Linked DNA regions of Mus musculus: region 2 is linked to region 1. The links are chromatin contacts, called in public promoter capture Hi-C maps. All regions are on one chromosome and are shown on one strand. Each heading gives the region's core, a stretch centred on a gene start, on an enhancer-like site or on the middle of the called end of the contact. The rest is flanking DNA. Distances are from core to core; before and after follow the strand shown.

Region 1 (3,217 bases), core at 338-2,837:
ATAAGAAAGCAGAGTAGGAGTTTACTGTTTGTCTATTTCCTTTATAAAATATAGAGATGAACTTCATCCTGTGATACAAGTCTTTAAGTTAATCTCTTCTGGCAGATACATTTTTATGAGGAAATGTTCCAGAAATGGACCTAGAGATACAGAGAACATTAGGAACAAAAAATAAGGCCTACTACACACTAGCAGAGAATCTGAGAGAAGTCCCATGCTGAGATGGATGGGTTTACTGTCCTGGCTACATCAGAGCATGCAGCTTGAACAGCTCTACTAGTAGGAATTAAGATCCTTAAGACCTATCATTCCTATACATCTCCAGGATGTGAGGATTTTTCTTGCCGCTTTTCTTGTAGTTGTTTCTGGAACTCACACCCCCTGCCCATATGCATACACACACACATAAAATTCCCCAAAGTCTATAATCCCTTCTGATAGTTAGATGAAATAGATTCACTGGTTTAACTTAAATATTTAAATATAATATTAACTACTCACAGTTTGTTGTCTCACTGATAGTTAGTACATTTCACACATATCTTGGAATCAAAACACTATGGCAGAAGGAAATCTCCTATACATATTTGGTTCTCATGCATAATCACAAATGAGAAAAAAGAAAAAAAGATTTTACACACACACACACACACACATATATATATATATCATCATATATAATGTTTCCCTTATGCCATGGGGAAAGTGAGAGGGAGTTTGGTAGGTAAAGATAAAGAGAGAATGGGGTGAGGAAGAGACAGAGAGTGAGATAGAGAGATAGAGTCAACACAAAATATCTGAATTATTTAGGGAAGAGCTTCTGGGAGAAATGCAGCTCACCCCCAGGGTAGGAAAGCTAAACCTTGAAGGCAGGTTAAGCTAGGGAGGTACTGAAGAATGCTGGGAGAATCTGAAGGCCAGTACCACTTCGGTATGTAAAATATGCAACAAGTCATTTGACCCTTGGTTTGAAATTAAACACATATATATTTATATAAAAAAATGTGTGTGTGTGTGTGTGTGTGTGTATTTCCAGAATGTTTTAAGTATCTAGTCCCTAATTTCTAGATATCTAACCTCAATGGTGTGTGACCATTCACCTGTTCCTTGATCATGTTATGGTTCTCTAGAGATATTCCTGGTCTAGAGGTACCTCAGGTTTTTCTCAGCCAGCTGCATCCTGGAGCCATGAGAACCACCTTGAAAATCCTAGAGAAGAGGGTGAACTTCTCCTGCAGGATGAGGGAACATGAGCTAAGTGTATGCAGAGTGAAGGCTAACTGGATGCAGAGTGTTGAGGCAGGCCAGTGGCTCACATGTCCAGGTTCTACCCAGGAAGGCATCTTGGAATCTGGAAGAAAGAAGGGAATTTGGGGAAGAGAGAGAAAGAATGGAAACAAGACAACTACTCTGATCAAGGTTCAACTTTAATGTCAGCAAACACACTTTATAAAGAAGAGGGGAGGCCCATTCCCAGTCAGGCAAAGTTCCTTTGTAGAAGTCAGATCAGCCTTTTAGTAGGAACTAGTGAAGATCACAGTTTGGTGCTAACTCTGGAAAATCTCAGGCAGGTTGGGCCTCAGGCAGGTAGTTGCACATCAAAGGAGAGTGATGAGAAGCTGCACAGCAGGTGGCTCTGCCTAAGTGGTGGATGGTCTGAGGCCAGCCTAGCTAGGCTGAAAGGAGGTAACAGCAGAGGTCTCATATGATCCTGTCAGGGAAAGGCTTTTGTTAAGCAGTTTTCCCTAGAAACTGAGTTTCAAAAGAAACTTGGAGAGTTTTCATGATATTCAAAGTCATGCAATTGAGGTTATTCAATGGCTGCTGCATAGTTCCATGGGCTCCAGTACTAGCCTGCATTCTCTATTAACTCTTCTGCAAGTAATGGAACTGTCTCTTCTCACTTTGGGTAATATTTGTGCTCTGTGTCAAGAACCTAACAGGTGACTGATGAGTAATGTGAGACTATACTTGATACATCACTGCCTTTGAGAATGACTGCGAAGTCTTATATTTTTATTTATAAGGAGTTGAAAAGAAGCTAGTTATCTGGCATTGTAAGTCATAATTTTCATATATGACCATTACTTTGTAAATGGACACACTCTGTCCAGGAAATGGTAGCTGGGGTTCTCTTGAATTCCAAACTTCGCTATGGCAAAAAAGAAGGACAGTGACAATTAGGTCATCAAACTCTCTGGGATTCAGACAGTTGTAAGAAGGAATAAAATATTGAAATTGAGGCCCACCTTGTGGTTCAGGACTGTACATGATATGGAAGCACAAAACTTTGTGTCCATAGGCCATGACCTCTGATCCTACAGATGAGCAAGATTCTTTCTGAAGACCTGTTTTCTATTTCCCCCAAACCACCTCTCATATTCACAGGACATGTTGAGCAAGACATTCACTTGAAGGAGAAAGAAAAGGCCTTAAGTGACAAAGAAGTTGTTTGCTAAAAATCTTAAATACGTATTAGACACTATGGAGGGAATAATCTCGATTTTCAAAAATAACACTTGCAAAATTACATTCTTGTGTGTTTCTCCAGGCATTCTAACTAAAAGGAAATAAGTAGGAAATACTTGCAATGGAAATGAGATGTTTGTCCATTTGTTGAATTATGAGTAGAATGAGATACAGGAGAAAAGAAATATTTGTCAGAGATGTCAAGGTAAAAATTATGGATGCAGGTAAAAGGTTCAGTGGGAGTCCAGAACTAAGGACTGCTTCTGCTGTTGCAGGGCTTATGGGCCTCTCTTTAGGAGGTACCTGCAAATGCTCTCCTTTTGCTCTCACAGTCTCTCTTCTGGATATCTCTCTTCATTCCTTCCTTTGGGTTTAATAGCATCTCCTTAAAATATATCTGCAAATTCCCTCTTCTGGGGTTGGATGTGAAGTCAGTGGAACCTGACATTTGTGTACACTCTAGAAATAGGTAAAATAATAAAATAATACTTATTATAACCACCAGTAACACAAATTTCCTGTGAAAGTTGAACAACAACAACAAAAAAAACCCTCTCCTTTAAGAAATGTTGATGTAAGTAATCAAAGTTATTTTTTGGAGATATCTTTCTGTTTCCTATAACCTTGTTTGGGCAATTCAAGGAAGAGTGGTTGAGACAGTGTTCCTCTGTGTAGCTCTGGCTGTCCTGCAACTCATTTTGTACAGCAAGCAACCTGGCCTCCCCCTTATAGGGATTTCAGGCCTCCA
Region 2 (3,047 bases), core at 194-2,693, 780 kb before region 1:
CAAACATGCACCAAGACAGGTGTGTCAAATAGCATGCGCCTTGCTATCGGGTGCACTGGCGTTTCCTAGACCCCAAAAGAAGGGTAACTTATTACATGCACTTTTTTACATCTCTAATGGGCTATTACATCACTATGCAAAACACTGTGTTGAAAATGTGCCTGCACCCAGATTTCACATGGGAAAATTGGGGCCTAACTTATTTTCAAATGCATAGCTCCATAGGTTAACATGATAACCTGGAGAAGAGCAAACTGGGATTTTTCAGACAATCTCACTACTAAAATTTCTTCCCTAGAACCCTCCTGCTATGACTATGTAAACTAAAATTCAGAAATATATGACTTTCTTTTCTTTTCTCCCCCCCCCCTTTTTTTTTTTTTTTTTTTTTTTTTTTAAAGACAGGGTTTCTTTGTGTAGCCCTGGCTGTTCCAAAACTCACTCTGTAGACCAGGCTGGCCTCAAACTCAGAAATCTGCCTGCCTCTGCCTCCCATGTGTTGGGATTAAAGGCTATCCCAAAAGTTCCCCATACCCTCCCCCCTACTCCCCTACCCACCCATTCCCACTTTTTGGCCCTGTACTAGGGCATATAAAGTTTGTGTGTCCAATGGGCCTCTCTTTCCAGTGACTAGGGTATCTTTTGATACAATATATGACTTTCTTAATGTGACCTTGAGAGAGATAGCTATAGGAAACATATGTCCTTAGTCACTACTTCAGGGTCCTACTGTCTCCTATGCCATAGACAAGCTTCTTAGGCTCAGAGAATCCTCTGGACAGATGTGAAGCCTTTCCATTTGACAGGTAAGATCATGCCTGAAGAATGTGACTACCAGGGAATGTGAAAGGTCACCTGTCATCTCTTGACTGCATACCTGGTGTTTCCAGGCATTTACAACTGGCTGAGCTGGCTTGGTGAAGGGACAGGGGCACTTTGCCTACAGCAGGGAGGCTCCACCCAGAGACCTAACTGAGGCTAGTGTCTGTCTCTGGATCAAAAAGCTAGTCTCTGGGGGTGAAGAATCTTGCCACAGCCAAAGCAGATTCCCACACAAGACATTTCCTATATTCTAAGGACAAACATCATAGCTTGGAGGTACCCACTACTCTCTGAATCCATACCAGGCTCATTTTGCTGCTGCCCAGGGCTGTTGACCACAGACCACTCAGCACACTCTGTTACTAGACTTGGAAAACCAGGAGGCAGCTATTATCTGTACCCTGCCCCCAGTCTCTGTGTCCCCAGTCCCAAACAAAGCCATCAACAAGTTCCCAAAGCTTACCTGGCTCCATCTGGGAGAAAAGAAAACATATCATCACCAGGAGAAAGTAATGAGTTTTCATAGTGGTGGCAGCCAGGGTCCAGAGTGCAGAGAGGATGTGAAACTCCCAGGTAGTTGGGCTGACAGATGAGGCTTGAATGAGCTTGTTTTTTTATAGGAACACTGGTTGCATAACCTCATAAATGAGCTGAAGGGAGGCGTTGCAAACCACAGTGAGGTTCTAATGACACCTTCATGCTATTCGCTGTGAGTAGAGTCCAAGTCCTGTGGGCACATTGCCTCTCTCCAGCATCAGCTGGATTTTATTTTCAGCCTGGAAAATGGAAACAGGTATCTGGTGTGGGCCTGTTCTGACTCTCAGGTTGGGATTCTAAGAGACACCAGACAAAGCAGTCCCCACCAGGACCCCTCAGGTTAGATAGGTTCAGAGAGCCTGTAAGAAGCCCAGCGATTCAAACAGGAGATTCTCTGGCTCTAGGCTACTATTGTTCTCTTCTGTTTAGCTCTTTCTCTTTACAGTGCTCAGGATTTATTTCCTCCTATTGTAATGCTGAACTGAGTTCAAGGATGAAAGCCACAGTGGGATTGCTTTCTCTTCTCCCTGTATCCAGACCTTCCTCCCTGAGAGTCTCAAATCAGCTAGTGTTTCCATTTGGGAATGTGTTACTAGGGTTTTCCAACTCTGGCTCTCCAGACAGCATCTGAGCTAAGTCCAGGGAAGTGCAACTGTCTCTTTGGTGTATGACCTTAGCTAGGCTCCATGTGTGTGGGTACTGTAGTGTTTTAAAATATCTTATTTTGCATTGAATTTTCAGTGTAAATCTATGAGCAGATTTCCTAGAATATTATGAAGGATCTTATTTACAAGCAGCAGTAAACACTTCTGCCCAACATGTAAGAGTGGAACACACACACATACACACACACACACACACACACACACACACACATTTGCTTTGTAAGAAGGGTCACTGGTGCTGCTTCAGGAAACTTAAGGGTTACAGGACAAGGGTTTACCGCATAGTAGAAAGTAAACCTAGCTTCTGGCTCCATTTCTTACTGTGGGAATCCCCTCAGAGAGCAGTTGACATAGAGACTTGCCTCTCTGGGTAATAACACCCACCGCATGTCTTTTATGGACTGCTGTGGTTGCAGAGAAATGCATATAGCATGGTGTACTCACGTGGTCCTGTAGGAGAAACAAGATACCAATTTTTAACAAAACATCTCAAAATTCTAATGCTAGGTGTCATTAGTCACAACTTAAAGAATTCAGGGAGTGGTCGGAATCTAAAGGATGATTCTGATTTTCAGAAGTTTTCTGCTTTAAAGCTTGGAGACACTTGTTTTTAAGACCGTTTGGGCTGGAGAGATGGCTCAGCGGTCTTAAGACTGTTCTTCCAGAGGTCCTGAGTTCAATTTCCAGCAACTATATGATGGCTCACAACCACGTGTAATGGGATCTGACGCCTTCTTCTGGTGTCTCTGAAGTGTACTTGAGATATATATATATATATATATATATATATATATATATATATATATATATATATATATATATATATATAAAATAAAATCTTTAAAAAAAATAAAAAGACTGTGCTTATAGACCCACAGCCACATGGTGATTAATTTTCTAGTCTGTTTCTCAGAAGGAATCTTCATTCCGGTGTGGAAGCCTCTCTCTTCCATGGCCCTCCTCCATTAGAAATTGCAAAGTGATTTCTTCTGTTGTCAGTGGTTCCCTCTTGGCATGAGATAA

The links. Promoter capture Hi-C pulls out the DNA fragments that hold promoters and counts their contacts.
Region 2: a promoter capture Hi-C map of stem cell-derived epiblast-like cells shows a contact between it and region 1, with 4 times the contacts expected there. The contact joins the promoter of Defb1 here to the enhancer-like site in region 1. A contact is called at or near these places in 13 of 39 promoter capture datasets (the 3T3-L1 cell line, 3T3-L1-derived adipocytes, cranial neural crest and 6 more) and 7 of 115 datasets of contacts at active chromatin or transcription factors (astrocytes, embryonic stem cells, epiblast stem cells and 4 more).

The regions. Positions count from the first base shown.
Region 1 is chr8:20,992,616-20,995,832 of GRCm38.p6, reverse strand. No RefSeq gene overlaps it. Among named protein-coding and RNA genes, the nearest start is that of Defa21, 31 kb to the left of the region's middle. Within about 2 kb of position 1,587, at least 9 of the 459 cell types and tissues checked have an H3K27ac peak or open chromatin away from gene starts, as enhancers often do. A contact at or near this core is called in stem cell-derived epiblast-like cells, where this site is marked.
Region 2 is chr8:21,774,951-21,777,997 of GRCm38.p6, reverse strand. It overlaps Defb1 (defensin beta 1), which reads right to left and starts at 1,443. Exons shown (of 2, transcript NM_007843.3): 1 at 1,286-1,443. The coding sequence starts at 1,346.